2 separate regions of the Pan troglodytes genome follow, and region 2 is linked to region 1. Evidence: chromatin contacts called from public Hi-C data. All regions are on one chromosome and are shown on one strand. Each heading gives the region's core, a stretch centred on a gene start, on an enhancer-like site or on the middle of the called end of the contact. The rest is flanking DNA. Distances are from core to core; before and after follow the strand shown. Region 1 holds the start of LOC107967393 (a long non-coding RNA gene). Region 2 overlaps ABCA4 (ATP binding cassette subfamily A member 4).

Evidence for each region. Hi-C and Micro-C count contacts between places; a contact is called where the count stands out from the background.
Region 2: a contact with region 1 is called in a Hi-C map of induced pluripotent stem cells, with 2.0 times the contacts expected there. The contact joins two enhancer-like sites. A contact is called at or near these places in 4 of 7 Hi-C or Micro-C datasets (induced pluripotent stem cells, a lymphoblastoid cell line and stem cell-derived neural progenitor cells) and 1 of 1 other capture datasets (stem cell-derived neural stem cells).

The regions. Positions count from the first base shown.
Region 1 is chr1:136,847,716-136,855,061 of NHGRI_mPanTro3-v2.0_pri, forward strand. It overlaps LOC107967393 (a long non-coding RNA gene), which reads left to right and starts at 1,784. Exons shown (of 3, transcript XR_001707746.2): 1 at 1,784-1,997; 2 at 2,325-2,372; 3 at 5,569-5,983. Within about 2 kb of position 4,701, at least 4 of the 24 cell types and tissues checked have an H3K27ac peak or open chromatin away from gene starts, as enhancers often do. A contact at or near this core is called in induced pluripotent stem cells, where this site is marked.
Region 2 is chr1:137,127,899-137,135,244 of NHGRI_mPanTro3-v2.0_pri, forward strand. It overlaps ABCA4 (ATP binding cassette subfamily A member 4), which reads left to right. Exons shown (of 50, transcript XM_054668016.2): 17 at 511-576; 18 at 3,285-3,374; 19 at 5,147-5,321. Among named protein-coding and RNA genes, the nearest start is that of ABCA4, 73 kb to the left of the region's middle. Within about 2 kb of position 3,238, at least 6 of the 24 cell types and tissues checked have an H3K27ac peak or open chromatin away from gene starts, as enhancers often do. A contact at or near this core is called in induced pluripotent stem cells, where this site is marked.

The DNA.
Region 1 (7,346 bases), core at 3,451-5,950:
TCCCACCATCCACCCTCAGGCAGGCCCAGTGTCTGCTGTTCCCTTCTTTGTGTCCAAGTTCTCATCATTTAGCTCCTACTTATAAGTGACAACATGTAGGATTGGTTTTCTGTTCCTGCATTAGTTTGCTGAGGATGATGGTTTCCAGCTCCATGTTTCTGCAGAGGACATAATCTCATTCTTTTTTATTCAGACTTCAATTCTTTTTTCTTTTTTTCTTTTTAGAGACAAGGTCTCCCTCTGTCACCCAGGCTAGAGTACAGTAGCATGATCTTTGCTCACTGCAACCTCTTCCTCCTGGGTTCAAGCGATTCTCATGCCTCAGACTCCAGAGTAACTGGGATTATAGGCATGCGCCAACATATATGGCTAACTTTTGTATTTTTAGTGGAAATGGGGTTTCACCATGTTGGCCAGCTGGTCTCAAATTCCTTCTGGTCTCAAGTGATCTGCCCGACCTGGCCTCCCAAAGTGCTGGGATTACAGGCATGTAATAGCTTTCAATTCTTGATACATTTCTTATACAAATTAAGTTAGCTTTGGAGATTTCATCTTTCATATCCAAGGTCTTTTGCTAAACAAAGGATAGTCCTCTCTATGAACAATTCTATTTCCGTCTTTAAAATTGATGTTTTTAGGCCTATTACATAAATTTTCTGCACTACTTGTATAGAATTTTAGAATCTTAATGCTAAAAGTAAAATTAGTGCAAGAGAGGTATTAATTGATAACTGAGTCTATTTGTGTTTTTGCCAAAGAATGAATAGATGTGTGTCCTCTAAGGTCCTTCTCATAACTGTCTATCACTTCATGTATGATTTCAGCTCAATATAATTCAACAGTATTTATAGAGTCCCATTTAGTTCTAGAAACTATACTAAGTCACTTTGGGAGATTACAAAGAAATAAAATTAGCTTCTGCTCCTAAGAAAAGGATATCATTTACCCAGAGAAAAGGCAGGACAAAATGCAGATGAGAGTGGGGATGGAGAGAGATAATTAGATAGGTTTTTTTTTATTTTTTTATTTTTTATTTTATTTAATTAGATAGTTTTAAACATGTTTCAGTAGCACTCAATAAATATTTTTGAGTGGATGAATAAATGAATGAAAAGGCAATGGTGTGAGAATTTCAAAAAGCAATTGGAAATTCCAGCCTCAGAAGGATAGTCAAGGAATGACCTGCAGAGAGATGATAAATAATGACCATGTGCACTGGCTTTTGCCTGTAATTCTAATACTTTGGAAGGCAAAGGCAGGAGGGTCAGTTGAGGCCAGGAGTTCAGGACCAGCCTGGGCAACATAGTGAGAGCCTGTCTCCACAGAAAAATAAATAAACTAGCCAGTCATGGTGGCATGTGTTTGTAGTTCCAGCTACTTGGGATGCTGAGGGTAGAGAATCATTTGAACCCAGGAGGTCGAGGCTGTAGTGAACCTTCATCGGGCCACTGCACTCTAGCCTGGGCAACAGGGTGAGACTCTGTCTCAAAAACGACAACAATAACAACGAAATGATAAATCATGGGCTTGAAGGTTTACATGAGGTTGTTCAGTACAGTGTGAGAAACTGAACAAGCCAAGTCTAGAATCCCTGGAGATACTTACAGGAACAGCCTCAGCAAAGAAAAAGAAGACTATAAAGAAACCATCAGAAAAGAGAAAACAATCTGTCAATAGAGGTAACACAGAATCACAAGAAACTAGAATAGAATAAGATGGAGAAAAACTTTCTTCTTTGGTGGCCATCAAACCAGCTGCTTCAGCAGAGGAAGGGGGAGTAAAAATCAGAGAGAGGGGAGTTTCATTTATGCAGGGAAGGAAAGAAGTGGGTGGTGTTGGCTCTGCACATTGGAGGAAGAAATGCACAGAGCCAGAGAAGACTTGAGCAGGGCTGGAGGCTGACAGGAAGGAGTTACTGCAGCTGGGAGAGAGGAATGGGCTTACTGATGGAGCACCAACCTGCTGGAGGTCAACCGTCAACTGCTGAATCCATAACAGTTGGGTTCTCTGTTGCCAGAGAGGTTTTAGCTTTGGAAAGAAATGGGGCACTGTGTTCTCAGAAACAGCAGAGGGGGCTAAGAAGAAAGAGTGTGTTTTGAGGGGAGAACAGGGAAATCGAGAGTGAAACTGTCCTTCCCACCATCTCTTAGAGTGAGAGAGCCGGGTAGGGCTGTTGTCCTTAGACAGTGTAAAAGTTTTGAAAAGGCAGCAGAAAGTCAAAAGAGATGACCCCAAGGAACTGAGGAAGGCGAGTGTTCTCATCTTTGGACTGACTACAATTCATTCACAGCAATAGCTAATATTGGAGTTCTTATTTTTTCTAGGTGCTTGAACACAGAACATCTCACTTAACTCTTAGCACAATCCTTAAGGTGAGTATATTAAAATTCCAATTTTAAGATGAAGAGACCAAAGCACATAGAGGTCAGGGTGGGGGTGGGGGTGGGGGTGGGGGAGAGATTATACCACTATGGAGCTAGGCTTCAAACCAGGTTGTCTCACTCCAAAGCCCATGCTCAAATCTGTCTCCTACTATAGGCTACCTAATCTTTCCCATCACTTCTTACGAATATTATGCTCTCTCAGCCCTGTTCATGATTCCTCAGCCCTATTTCCCACTCCTGGCTGTGGGCCTTCTCAGAGGCTCTTCTTGTATCAGAAATATCCTGCCTGCCCAGCAAACCATTCATTCCAAAACCTCTTCAAGGATTTCTTCATAGGTACTATTTCTGTGATGACTTATTTGTTTAAATGAATCTGAGATTGAGATGCTCTTGCTCACGCATACAATGCATTGCAATTGTGCAATGCATGTGTGACAGATGCCACTAGCTTTCTGGTCATTGGATGCCTACGCTTATGGATACTTTTGCATCTATGCTGATGTCAGCACCTCCAGGGGGAGAGGACTGTTTAATCTCTTCCAATTCTTCCTTATCAATCTGTATTCTATGATGTTAGTTAACAAATGCCATTTGCAGAATATCATGATGTTGCTAATAGATGTCCATTTATTCATCTTCTCTATAAACTGTAGTATAGTGGCCAAAATTCAAAAGCCTGAAAACTTCTATAAGGATTTTATTCAGGAGGTCACTTTCCCTAAAATTTGATTGTTTTGTCTGCTGAACTCATATATTTCTAGGTATTTGGTAATTCCACCTTGGTTGCTTTATCTATACTTTAAATATTTCAATTGCTCCCGAGTTGCAAGGCTAGCATTTTTCTGCTTCCTCCGTAGTCCATTGTTTTTTGAAAGGTACTAGATTTACTTGGCTCTGATTTCCCCAGGTATCTTTATGATTCCTAGGAGCCATCCAAATGCTACATGAAGGCAGTATTAATCTCTGCAGCTTTTTCTTCCCACTCAGGAGTTGTCTTTTCTTGAGTTATCTTAATTTATTGGAAGGGAATTCCTCATTGTTCTTAATTTATCACTCTCTGACACTGTTTCCATTTCTGGTACATTTATTGGCCTCATGAAGGCAAGACCAAAAAATTAAGGTAAAATAAATTAAAATAAACCCGAGTTTAATGTTTCAATTTCCTGGATGCTCCTCCTTACCCACAATCCCTTTAAGATATTTAAAGAATCTTGTATCGTTGAGGTGTCTTCTAAGGCTGTCCTTCCATCACTGTCTACTTTACATTTTTTTTTCAGTTCACTTTTAAAGCCTCTTAGTATTGTTTCAAATGCCCCCACCCTTTTCTTCTTTTTAAGTGTGCTGGTTTTATAAACCGGGAACCTTCTGTTTTCCCATGGTGACATTTAATCATTATCTTCTGTGTGATGCTTCTTCATTTATTAGTCTGAGCAGTTAATTCATTTCCTGGACACAGGATTTATAAGAATGTTTAATTTGCCTTATTACCCACTTTGTTGCTCAATCAACCCTTTGTAATAGTATCATGTTTTTCTACTCCTACTTAGCATCTTCATTCCACTTCATTCTATGAAATCAACTCTCCCCCTTCTTTTGAATGACTTAGCTGCTGTGGTCTATCTTTTTTGCCTTTCTCTCCATGATTTTAGCATCTTGGTTGATTAAAGAAGAGCTTCCTCTTAGCTTTCTGCCTGCTGATTTTTAGGATTGAAGTAAAAGACAATTTAATTTTGGGCTCATAGCATATCTTCTCTAGTGCCCATAATCATGTGTGACAAACTCATTGACTTAAAATAAGCAAATTATTATTTTCATAAAACAATCATACTTTTTTTCTATCATTTCCTACTAGTTATAGGACATTTCATCCCCTTAGGTCATCTTGATAGTCATCAAAATTAGTTTTAAACACTTTTACATGTTTTCCTTTAAAATATTTCATTTTCATGAACACTTTCTTCTTGGTCTTAAAACATCTGCATTTGCTGATACTTGTGTTTTACATGTTCCTTCTTATGTTTCTGATGGAAATATTTTGCTAATCTATAGAAGCTTAAACTTCTGTCTTTTTTGGGGGGGTGGGGGTAACTTTTTCTAAACTAATGGTGCAGTCATTCTTATCTGGAATTCATCATATTCGTGGCACAATCTCAAAGAACTTCATGGATAAAGATAGCTGCCTTGGAGTTAGACACTCCGAGGCATGAAGGGGTTAAATCATGATCGCAGCGACGGCGACCTAACAAGAAGGCGGTGATGGAACCCAGAGAAGCCAGCATTCTTAAGTCACTTCTCCCGTCCCTCTCGCCCGCCCCCGCCAGTTCATCTCTTTTGTTGCTGGCTAGTTTCCTCTGATTGTAATTCATTCTGTATTCCTTCCTGCCCCTCTGTCTTGGCTAATTGTTCTTTCCCACACTACGGGGTTTTAATTTCCTCAAGTTATCGCCTTATCACCGGAGTTTACACTTCCTCAGCTCTTTGGGCCTGTCTCCCGCTCACCACTGAGTTTTGGTGACCCTTGCCTGACCGCTCAATTTCCACTGTACCTTAGTTTGCCGATCGCTGAAGTGGGACTGTTATTTCTCCCACTTCTCCCAAGGCAGCTGCATCAGAGTCCAGTCATTTTAGGACAGTTTTGCCAGTTAAGAACTATGTCTGAGCTCTGTGGTGATTTTCATGGACATTCCAGTGAGTTCCACTAGCAAAGCTGGAAGCTCCAACGATATGCCATCATTCTCTTCCCCAGATCACTACATTCCCCCAAACAGCCGTTTGGTTCTGTTTATCCTTATTTTTAACTTTGAAAGGAAATCTAGCAATAAAAATTCTATTTTGCTCTGAGTGGTACATTCACTGACAAGCAATTTTCTCCATGCTTTAAAAGTTGGAGTGACATTTTGAGCAAACTCACTATCTCAGAAAATGTCTTCACGACATGGTGCTGACCTAGGAATCCCATCAAATGCACAGACTCATCAATTTTCTTTACATTAGGTTCAGAGGAGAATCTTAATTTTCTAAAACTACAATCCACACCTTCTAAAAATCTCTTGTCATTATCGCATTGTGAGGGGAGGGAATTCGATATTAAATACAGACCACTTTGCATTAATTCCAGGGTGTCAAGAGTTAAAGGGAACACACAAACCCAGTGTTGCTATTTTGTTTTATTTTGCTCTTACAGGATGGATCCTTCCTTTTCCTCTCGGTGCCTGGGGCTGGGGAATGAAGTGTCCTCTGCCTGAGGAGGTGGAGTGGAGGCCTTCGTTTTAAGACCAGGGTTCTGATTACACCTGACAGGGCCGAAACTTGATGCCCACAGAGCTTACTGATATCTTATCTTCTTCCACTAGCCAGGATTACAGCAGGAATGTAACAGAAGTTTTCACTGATTCAGTTTGTGTATGCTTAGTATGTAAACAAAAAAGCAAAAACAAAAACAAAATTCTTTTTTGTCCTCCTTGAAATTAGCTCCAGAGAGAGTTCTTTCCATCTTTTTAAAAATATTGGTCAACATAAAGAGTTTTGTTCTCAAGGCTAAATCTTAATGCTCCTGCAGAGAGTCTCATAGTTCAAGAATAATCACATTTAATAAAAAGTCTGCCTCAGAAAAAGATTCACAGAACCTGAGCCATGGCACTGATTTTGTGGTATTTGGATTCGTGTCTATAAAAATATTTGTACACCAGATGGTGGATTGTTCGACGCATTCATCCCAAACCAAAAGATTTTTTTTTTAAACTCACACACACCAAACACTGTGGGGGTGGGGGGGATCATTAATTTTTTTCCCAGTCATGCTGCATGAGTAATGGTAAAAGCAACAGCTAAAACAATAAGATTACTGTGTTGAATTCTTAATGCATTGTCAGGTATAAAGACTTCAAGTAGTGCTGAAAATATTTTCTCCCTCTGAACAACACATACCTTACGTACAACTCACTTTGACAGTTTACCAAGTGTACATATTTTCTAAAACAAAATCATCCTGCTGATGGAGGAAGCTATATGGGGTGACCTACTCAAGATTGGATTGGGAAGCATCCAAATTAAACATGAAGCCAACAGCCTAGGGCCCCAGTGATTCATCCAACATGACTTTTTCTCGGCAGGTTGATTTCATTTTTAACAGTCAATTCTCAACTAACTACTCTAATGGGTGGGGAGGTATATATGATAAAACCAAAACAGGATAACAGAAAACTAACTGTGCAGTGTCTAATGTTGGTGGGAGGGTTGTTATCTATGTCCCACACCATGGCCACTTCATGGATCTTGGCTATTCATTTATTGTCATGTTACAGCAACTGTGGACTATTTCCTGAAGGAAATCTGGCCCCTACCCATGGGTACACTGTGGTCTGCCTCTTTGAGGACGTAGGTCTATACAAGTACATGGCCTGGTTAGGAACCTTCACTTTCACAAGTGGATGCCAAGTTCTTAGGTGTACATCCGCATCTAATCAGAAGTATAGAGTTTCAGATATTGGGTACCTGCCAGACAATTTATCCTTGACTTCTCTGCTGCTTAATTCTTAAGGAAGTTTGATTGGCGAAAACAACATTTAGGGAGAGATGCAGGCCATCCAACTTTCTTTCTTTCTTTCTTTCTTTCTTTCTTTCTTTCTTTCTTTCTTTCTTTCTTTCTTTTCTTTTCTTTCTTTCTTCCTTCCTTCCTTCCTTCCCTTTCCTTTCCTTTTTCTTTTATTTCTTTTATTTTTTTTCAAGATGGAGGCTCACTCTGTCTCCCAGGCTCGAGTGCAGTGGTGGTGATAACAGCTCACTGCAGCCTTGACCTCTTGGGCTCAAGCAATCCTCCTGCCTCAGTCTCCTGAGTAGTTGGGACCACAGGCATGAGCCACCATGCCCAGCTAATTTTTACATTTTTTATAGAGAAAGGGTCTCCCTATGTTGCCCAGGCTGGTTTTAAATTCCCGAGTTCAAGCAAGCCTCCCACCTCGG
Region 2 (7,346 bases), core at 1,988-4,487, 280 kb after region 1:
ATTTCTGTTTCACTATCTGTGACGGGGGGCAGATGGCTCAATCTCAGTGTGCCTCTGTTTCCTTTCTCACAAGAATAATATTACTACCTATCTCCCGGGGTTGTTTTGAGGTTTAAATTATTTAACACATGGAAAGCACTCACAGCAATGCCTGCCACAGAAAGAATATCCAGTACATCTTAGTGATGATCACCATTATTATTATCTGACTCCTGGAAAAGGACTTGATTTAATTCTCTCATGAAACGTTTTCTTGGAAAACTGATGTCAACCAAGATTATTGGTCTTGCCGTTGCTTATAACACCCCAAAAACATGACTGTGTGGATAAAAATATGTTGGAAGGGGTAGTCTTTCTGGGAGCCTGAGAATAGCCATGTAATAATAACTGCAAATATCTATAGTTACAATTTGAGGTTCAGGTAAATAAACTCTAGATCTTATAGAACTGCGGTAAGGTAGGATAGGAAGACTCCTTCGACCTTCTCTGTTTATTTGTCTCTATTTTTAGGAGACTATGGAACCCCACTTCCTTGGTACTTTCTTCTACAAGAGTCATATTGGCTTGGTGGTGAAGGTGAGTCCTTTAAAACACAAATCTTAATGTTTGAAATCAACTCCTTGGGCTCTGTGCAAGATGTATATGGATCACAGAGGTGGCCCTCTATGTAAACGGTGTGATTCCTGATGAGTCAGCTGCCTCCTGGGGCTCTGCCCCTTGATGGGCATTGCAGCGTCTGGGGGACCACCTTTCACAAGTTGCTGGGCCCTGTGTGATCATGAATGGCTGATCATGGATGAAGCCCTGGGTCCTGTACACCTTGTCCAGTAGACTAAATTGCCCTATTTAAAAAAGGCCAAGCCACTTCAAGGTTCAAAGAACTTTTGCAGCTTTTCAGTATAAAGCAGAAATCCAGGGAATCATGAAGGAACCTTTGCATTCATCTCCCATTGCCTTCCTTGTGCCTTTTTATTCTTCTCTGCCTTTTCAAAATATAAATTAGTTTATTCTCCCAAGATGAAGACTCCTCCTGGGGCTGAGGCAGAGCTGTTATCTTCAAGGCAATACCTCAGATTCTCCTGGTGTTGATCTTTCTTAGGGGTGGGGAAGAAGGCTGAAAGGGCATTTGCCCACAACACATCTTAGGTAAAAGGCACCTTTACTACTGAACCAAACAGGAGGCCTAGCTAGAGAAAGTTCTAGAAGCAGGGAAAAGCACAGACTCTTTTGTGAGGTCTGAGAAAGCAAAGAAATTCCAGGGTGTAAGCGGGGGACTCCCCTAGAGCTGAAGCACTCTCCCATCTGTTTGTTGCTCACCTACCTATTCTTTACTTTGTATTATTGGGCCTGGGCCAGGACTTATCCTGCAAGCACTGAGATGGATGTTTGTTTTCTCTGGGGGATTAGTCCAGGGCCTTTAAAGGGCTTGGCCAGGGTTTTTTTTTTCTTTTTTTCTTTTGTTTTTTGCTTTTGTTTTCACTGGGTCAAACAAACAACACTTTAACAACTCAGGATTTTTTCATTGTATTGACTTGTCTACCTGTAAACTTGTTAATTTTTTACTATAATAAAATTATATAATAAATGAAAAATTTCAACACAGGGCTTGTGGGCATTTTATTTTTCTCTACAATCCCAACAGATACTCTGCCTCTTAAGAAAAAAAATCATAAGGAAAATATGCTCCTTCAAAAGTGAATCACAAATATGTTTGCCAACGGAAGGCAAATATTTTTCACCTGTCTCATAGGCTGGACTGAAATGGATTTCTAAAACTCTCTGAAACCAGAAAAGAGCTGAGTGTCTCCACCCAACCTCCCTCCTTTCACAGATTAAAAAATAAAAAATGGAGCCCAGGAGACATCCAGTATCTTCCCCTATTGGTCACCTGGGACAAAATCTGGAACGTGCACATACATTGCCTGGCAGGAAACTCATTCCAGTGATTAAACTCTTCAGGAGGATGTTTCCTCTTGCTATTTCATTACCTATTTGTGCAGTTTGATAGCTAGTAAAGTGATCAAAGGAACTGTGGGGCATAGAATCAAAAGTCCTTCAGGAAGCAGAAATAGAAGAACAGTACTAGAGGCAGCAGGTCCCTGACCAGCAGGCCCACTACCTGCTGCTCCAGCACACATCCTGCACATTTTCAGAGGGCGGGGGACAGAGGGGCCCTGGGTGGCTGTTGCATTGAGAAATCTCGCCCTGCTCCTGTATGTGCACTTGAGGCCGAGAGCCCTTGGATGCCTGGTGACAGTGGTTTCCTCCTGCCCCTGTCTTCCTCTCTGGCAGACTGGCCCTTCTGCTTCTCTTCCCCTTCCAGGATGTCCTGATGTCTTTTTAAACCAAATGGCAAGTTTGCCAAAAAGTGTCTGTTTGTGTGTGTGTGTATGTGTGTGTGTGTGTGTGTGTGTTCAATGCGTGTGTTTATACCGCACTTCACAATTTGTCCAGGCTTGTATTAATACCATCACCAGGCTCAACCCTGGTGTTAATTCCAAGATACTTAAATGCCCATCTAGGTGAATTTCTCAGGTAAACCATATACTCAAGCTGTAGTTTAAGCTGGCTGCCCGTCATAGCACTTTGAATAGACTTTGTTTTTGTTTTTGTTTTTTGAGACAGAGTCTCACTCTGTCGCCCAGGCTGGAGTGCAGTGGCGCTATCTCGGCTCACTGCAACCTCCGCCTCCCGGGTTCAAGCGATTCTCCTGCCTCAGCCTCCTGAGTAGCTGGGACTACAGGTGAGCGCCACCCCACCCGGCTAATTTTTGTATTTTTAGTAGATACGGGGTTTCACCATGTTGGTCAGACTGGTCTCGAACTCCTGACCTCATGATACGCCTGCCTTGGCCTCCCAAAGTGCTGGGATTACAGGCGTGAGCCACCACATCCGGCCCCTGAATACACTTTTACTCAAGGTTCGCCATGACTTTCACATGTTTTGGATTGGAGTAAAATGTGCCAGTGGTGGGCTAAAGAAAATTAACTCATTTCAAATTCAAACCTGGTTTTCTTAATTTTTTTTAAATCACAGTTTCTGAAACTGTGGGCTCCTCCTGGCACATTGAGAGGAGGAGGGGAAACTCTCCAAGTCTGAAGCTCCTGTTATAAATCTTCCTCTGGCAAAGATTGTGTGATCAGGCTTGAGTACCTCACAGTCCTAGAGCAGGTCAGAGGCTGGCTAGGAAACTCATTTGCTCCCTGTACCTCTCCCCTCCTTTCCTGCCTTTGCTGGTTCTCAGCTCCCGGTGGTAGAGTAACACTGGCTTCTGATTGGTGCAGGGTGTTCAACCAGAGAAGAAAGAGCCCTGGAAAAGACCGAGCCCCTAACAGAGGAAACGGAGGATCCAGAGCACCCAGAAGGAATACACGGTAAAACCCCGATAAAGAATACACAGCAGAGGCGAGGAAAAGGCTCTAAGCACTGCAGAGGGCCAGAGCAAAACATCTCATGGCAAGGGTGGAAAGAAGCCTAGGAAACTGACTCTCTCTGTGGACAAGTGTTAAACAAGATCCCTTCTCAGAGGTCCATCTGCATGTGTGTGGAATGAATGGTTCAGCCCAGACATTAGCGCATATTTCCTGGAGAAAGCAAATACCGACTATGTAGTGTGCCTGTGCCCTTGTTAGGCAAATCCCAAGTGAGTTGCACAAATGTGCTGACTTCCGAGGATTTAGCAAGAACAATAACTTTGGTCACTGGGACTTAAAGCGGATATGAGCTATAAGGAAAGACAAAAATAAATGCTTCTGTGTCCAGGGGGAAAGAGACTCCAGGGGAGCTGACTACACTTCACTTACGGCTTACAAATCTAGAAGGCCATTCATTGAAACCATCAGAAGCCTTTCCTGACAGTGGAAGTTACCTAATAATCCCTAAACTGACGACCCAGATTTACAAGTTTTGTTTTCCTGGCTTTTGCCGCCCTCATCTTCTCTCTTAAACTAGTTCTGTATTTCTCCCAAGGCTTTACATTCCCTAAGCATACGCATTTCTCTGTGGCCAAAATGCTCTGGGTTTAGACAGGCAGCACAGCCCCTGGGCTCTGCCTGACAGGGCAGGAGAGGGTCTGGCCTTTATCCCTCCAGCCCACCCCAGGGGCCATTTCATAAAACTAAAGCCAGAGACCTGCAGCCCCTCCCAGAGTTAGACTGCAGTACACCGTGCCTCTGGCAAGATCCTCCTCCCACAGTGGAAAGTCTAAGCCGAAATCAGGAGGCTGGGGACTGGTTCCACCTCAGTTGCAGGCAAGGCCAGGAGGCACGGATAGAAGAAACAGTGGACTTTTTCCCCCTAGGGAAAAAAATGCTTAGAGCTACAGTATTAAGATGACAAATTAAGCTGTGCCATATAAGGTGAAATGAAGCAGGGAGAGATGGGAGGTCAGGGAGAAGTGAGAGCACTCGGTGAGGGTCTGCACTGGAGGGGGCATGGGAGGAAGAAGGAGGGGAGTGGGGTTTGAGGGATGGTGATGAGGAAGCATGGACTGCCCTACCCACCTATTGGAAAACTCTGGGAGTTCTGAGGAGCAAGAAGCCTTAGTCAAAGTCAACTCAAAGATTCAAGCCAAGGTGACTAAGAGAATGGCGGTCCAGAAAAGGTCATGGGAGAATCTGAAGGCAGACGTTGTTTTGGGAAGATGAAGAACCTAAGCCGCTTCTAGAAATTCATGAGGAAATGCCCCGTGGACTGTTGGCAATGAGGGCCTAGGACCAAGGTTGGGCTTGGGGCCAACTCTCCCTATAGACAGTGCATTCTAACAAGCATGGGCTCTGGGTTCAAATCCCAACTCTGCCACTCATGCCTATGTGTCCTTAATAGGACGCTTGATGTCTCTGTGTCTAAGGTTCCCTGGACTATGGAAATGAGCCTAATAAATGTCTACCCCTTAGGACCATTATAAGAGTATATTGAGGTAATTTGTGTAAAGCAGTCGAAGCAGTGCCTGGCATATAGGAGGTGCTGTATAAACGTTTGATGCTAGTATTACTATTATTATTCTGGAGTCTTCCTTGCAACGGTGATAGCCGAAGCCACAGGGGCAGGTGATGTTATAGGCAGAATACAAGGGCCTGGAGAAAGAGCCCTGGGGCCATGTAATTAGGCATTATGTTTACATCATGTTCATTTTTTTTCCTCCAAGACTCCTTCTTTGAACGTGAGCATCCAGGGTGGGTTCCTGGGGTATGCGTGAAGAATCTGGTAAAGATTTTTGAGCCCTATGGCCGGCCAGCTGTGGACCGTCTGAACATCACCTTCTACGAGAACCAGATCACTGCATTCCTGGGCCACAATGGAGCTGGGAAAACCACCACCTTGTGAGTCTTCCAGCAGAGAAGCTGGCTGCCATGCTAGCCTGTCATTTCCTGGCTTAGTCTTTCCCTATCAGCGGCTGTCTACTCTTTCCCACAAATTTTAGTGACAAATATCTGCGGCCCCAAAAATGTGTAAAAGCTTTCTGCAGTATTCAAAGCTCACTAATATGTATTCTCTTGAGGAGGAGGTAGAATACGTTTATTGCCCCTTTTGTGTGCCGGGGAAGTGGACATTCATTCAGAGAGTTGAAGTGACTTTCCTGAAGCCACCGAGTTGTCATGGCTCAGCGGGGGCAAAAGCCAGGCACCACAGTTGCCTCTTGTTTCTCACACCTTGAGTCTTTCCCCCCATCCCAACAGTCCATGGTGGTGATCAAGTCATGGCCACTGTTATCATGTGCATGGAAGCTATAGAGTCTTCCTATTTCCTTTCTCTTTTCTTTTCTTTCTTTTTTTTTTTTTTTTTTTTTTTTTTTTGAGATAGTGTCTTACTCCATTACCCATGCTGGAGGGCAGTGGTGCGATCTTGGCTCACTGCAACCTCCGCCTCCCAGGATCAAGCGATTCTCCCACCTGAGCCTCCCAAGTAGGTGGGACTACAGGTGCATACCACCATGCCCAGCTAATTTTTGTATTTTTTTATTTTTATTTTTTTAGTACAGACAGGGTTTCACCATGTTGGCCAGGCTGGTCTCGAACTCCTGACCTCAGGTGATCTGCCCGCCTCAGCTTCCCAAAGTGCTGGGATTACAGGCATGAGCGACCGCACCAGGCGGAGTCCTGCTATTTTCAAGGAACATTCCTTTTCCTACCAATCATTAGGCAGGCTTCAACATCAGCTGATGAGGGTTAGTGGTAGTTCTGGAGAAAGTGAAAAAAGAATCAGTCTCTAGAGGGGCTTGTGGAGTAACCGCCTGGTAACAGAAGGTCAGGGCAGGGAAGGCAAAGGGGCTCTGCGTGGATCTCTCAGCTCCGCAGGCGCCCCACTCTCCTCCAAGGGACCCGAGCGCCATCTGCTGAGAGGAGAACACGGCCCGCCATGGTTTCCCAAGGAGCAGCAGACACGGACCTCGCAGGGGGCAGCGAACCCACGTGACACAGTCTTCAAGTCCTTTGGAGAGCCCCAGGAAGGAACAACAGCGTGTACACCCTGTGATGGAATGTTCTCTAGGGCGGTTCAGTGTGAATGGAATGTGGGGCCGATGCCATTCTAATTGGTTCTGTTTCCCTCTAGTGGTTGATCGCGGAGATTTCGGCTTCTCCATCAGGACAAGTTCAGATAGCCTGAGATGGTATCAGAACTCAGGGACAGAGCTGGGTGTGGCGGCCCTGCATCCATCTGCTTTCTCTCCATGCTAACTGATATGGTCAGAGAGCTGGAAGCAAATTCCAGGACCCCAGGGCTCCGCAAAGGCAAACACATTACTTCATCGGCTGCTGACATGCAACTTCCCCCAGGGGTTAAAACAATGTTTAATACTAACAGTAATAATATTTTTGAGTTTTACTTTATGCTGGCGCTGTTCTAATGTTGTAAGTGTATTAACTCATTTAAGCCTTACAACAACCTAAGGACATGGGAGTCATAGTTCCCATTTAAAAAAAAAAAAAAAAAAGCCCACCATTGCTCTGAGGCTTTTTATGTTTTGGATCCCAAGCTAATATTGGTGGTGGTAATTCCCATGCCTGGCTTCGATCAATTAATCAGCAAATGCCTAGGACTGCTTAGGGTTCTGGCCTTCATCAAGACCTTACCCGGGCTTTATGATGATGACACCTGGCTTTTCAATAGCCATGACTGCTCACCCAGGAGGCAAAGCCTTGAGTCATGCACCGAACACCTTTTATTGATCCTCTCCAACACCAGGCTCCGTGATGGCTGAGCTGGGGACACCTGTGACTGCACGTGAACATTTTGAGGCTGGGAATCCCAAAGGCCCTCGGCGTTGGCCTGGGAGCACCATGAAACAAGTAGAAGCAGAGAAGGATGGCAGAGGTGGCCCTCTGCATTAGGGCCTGGATGTATAC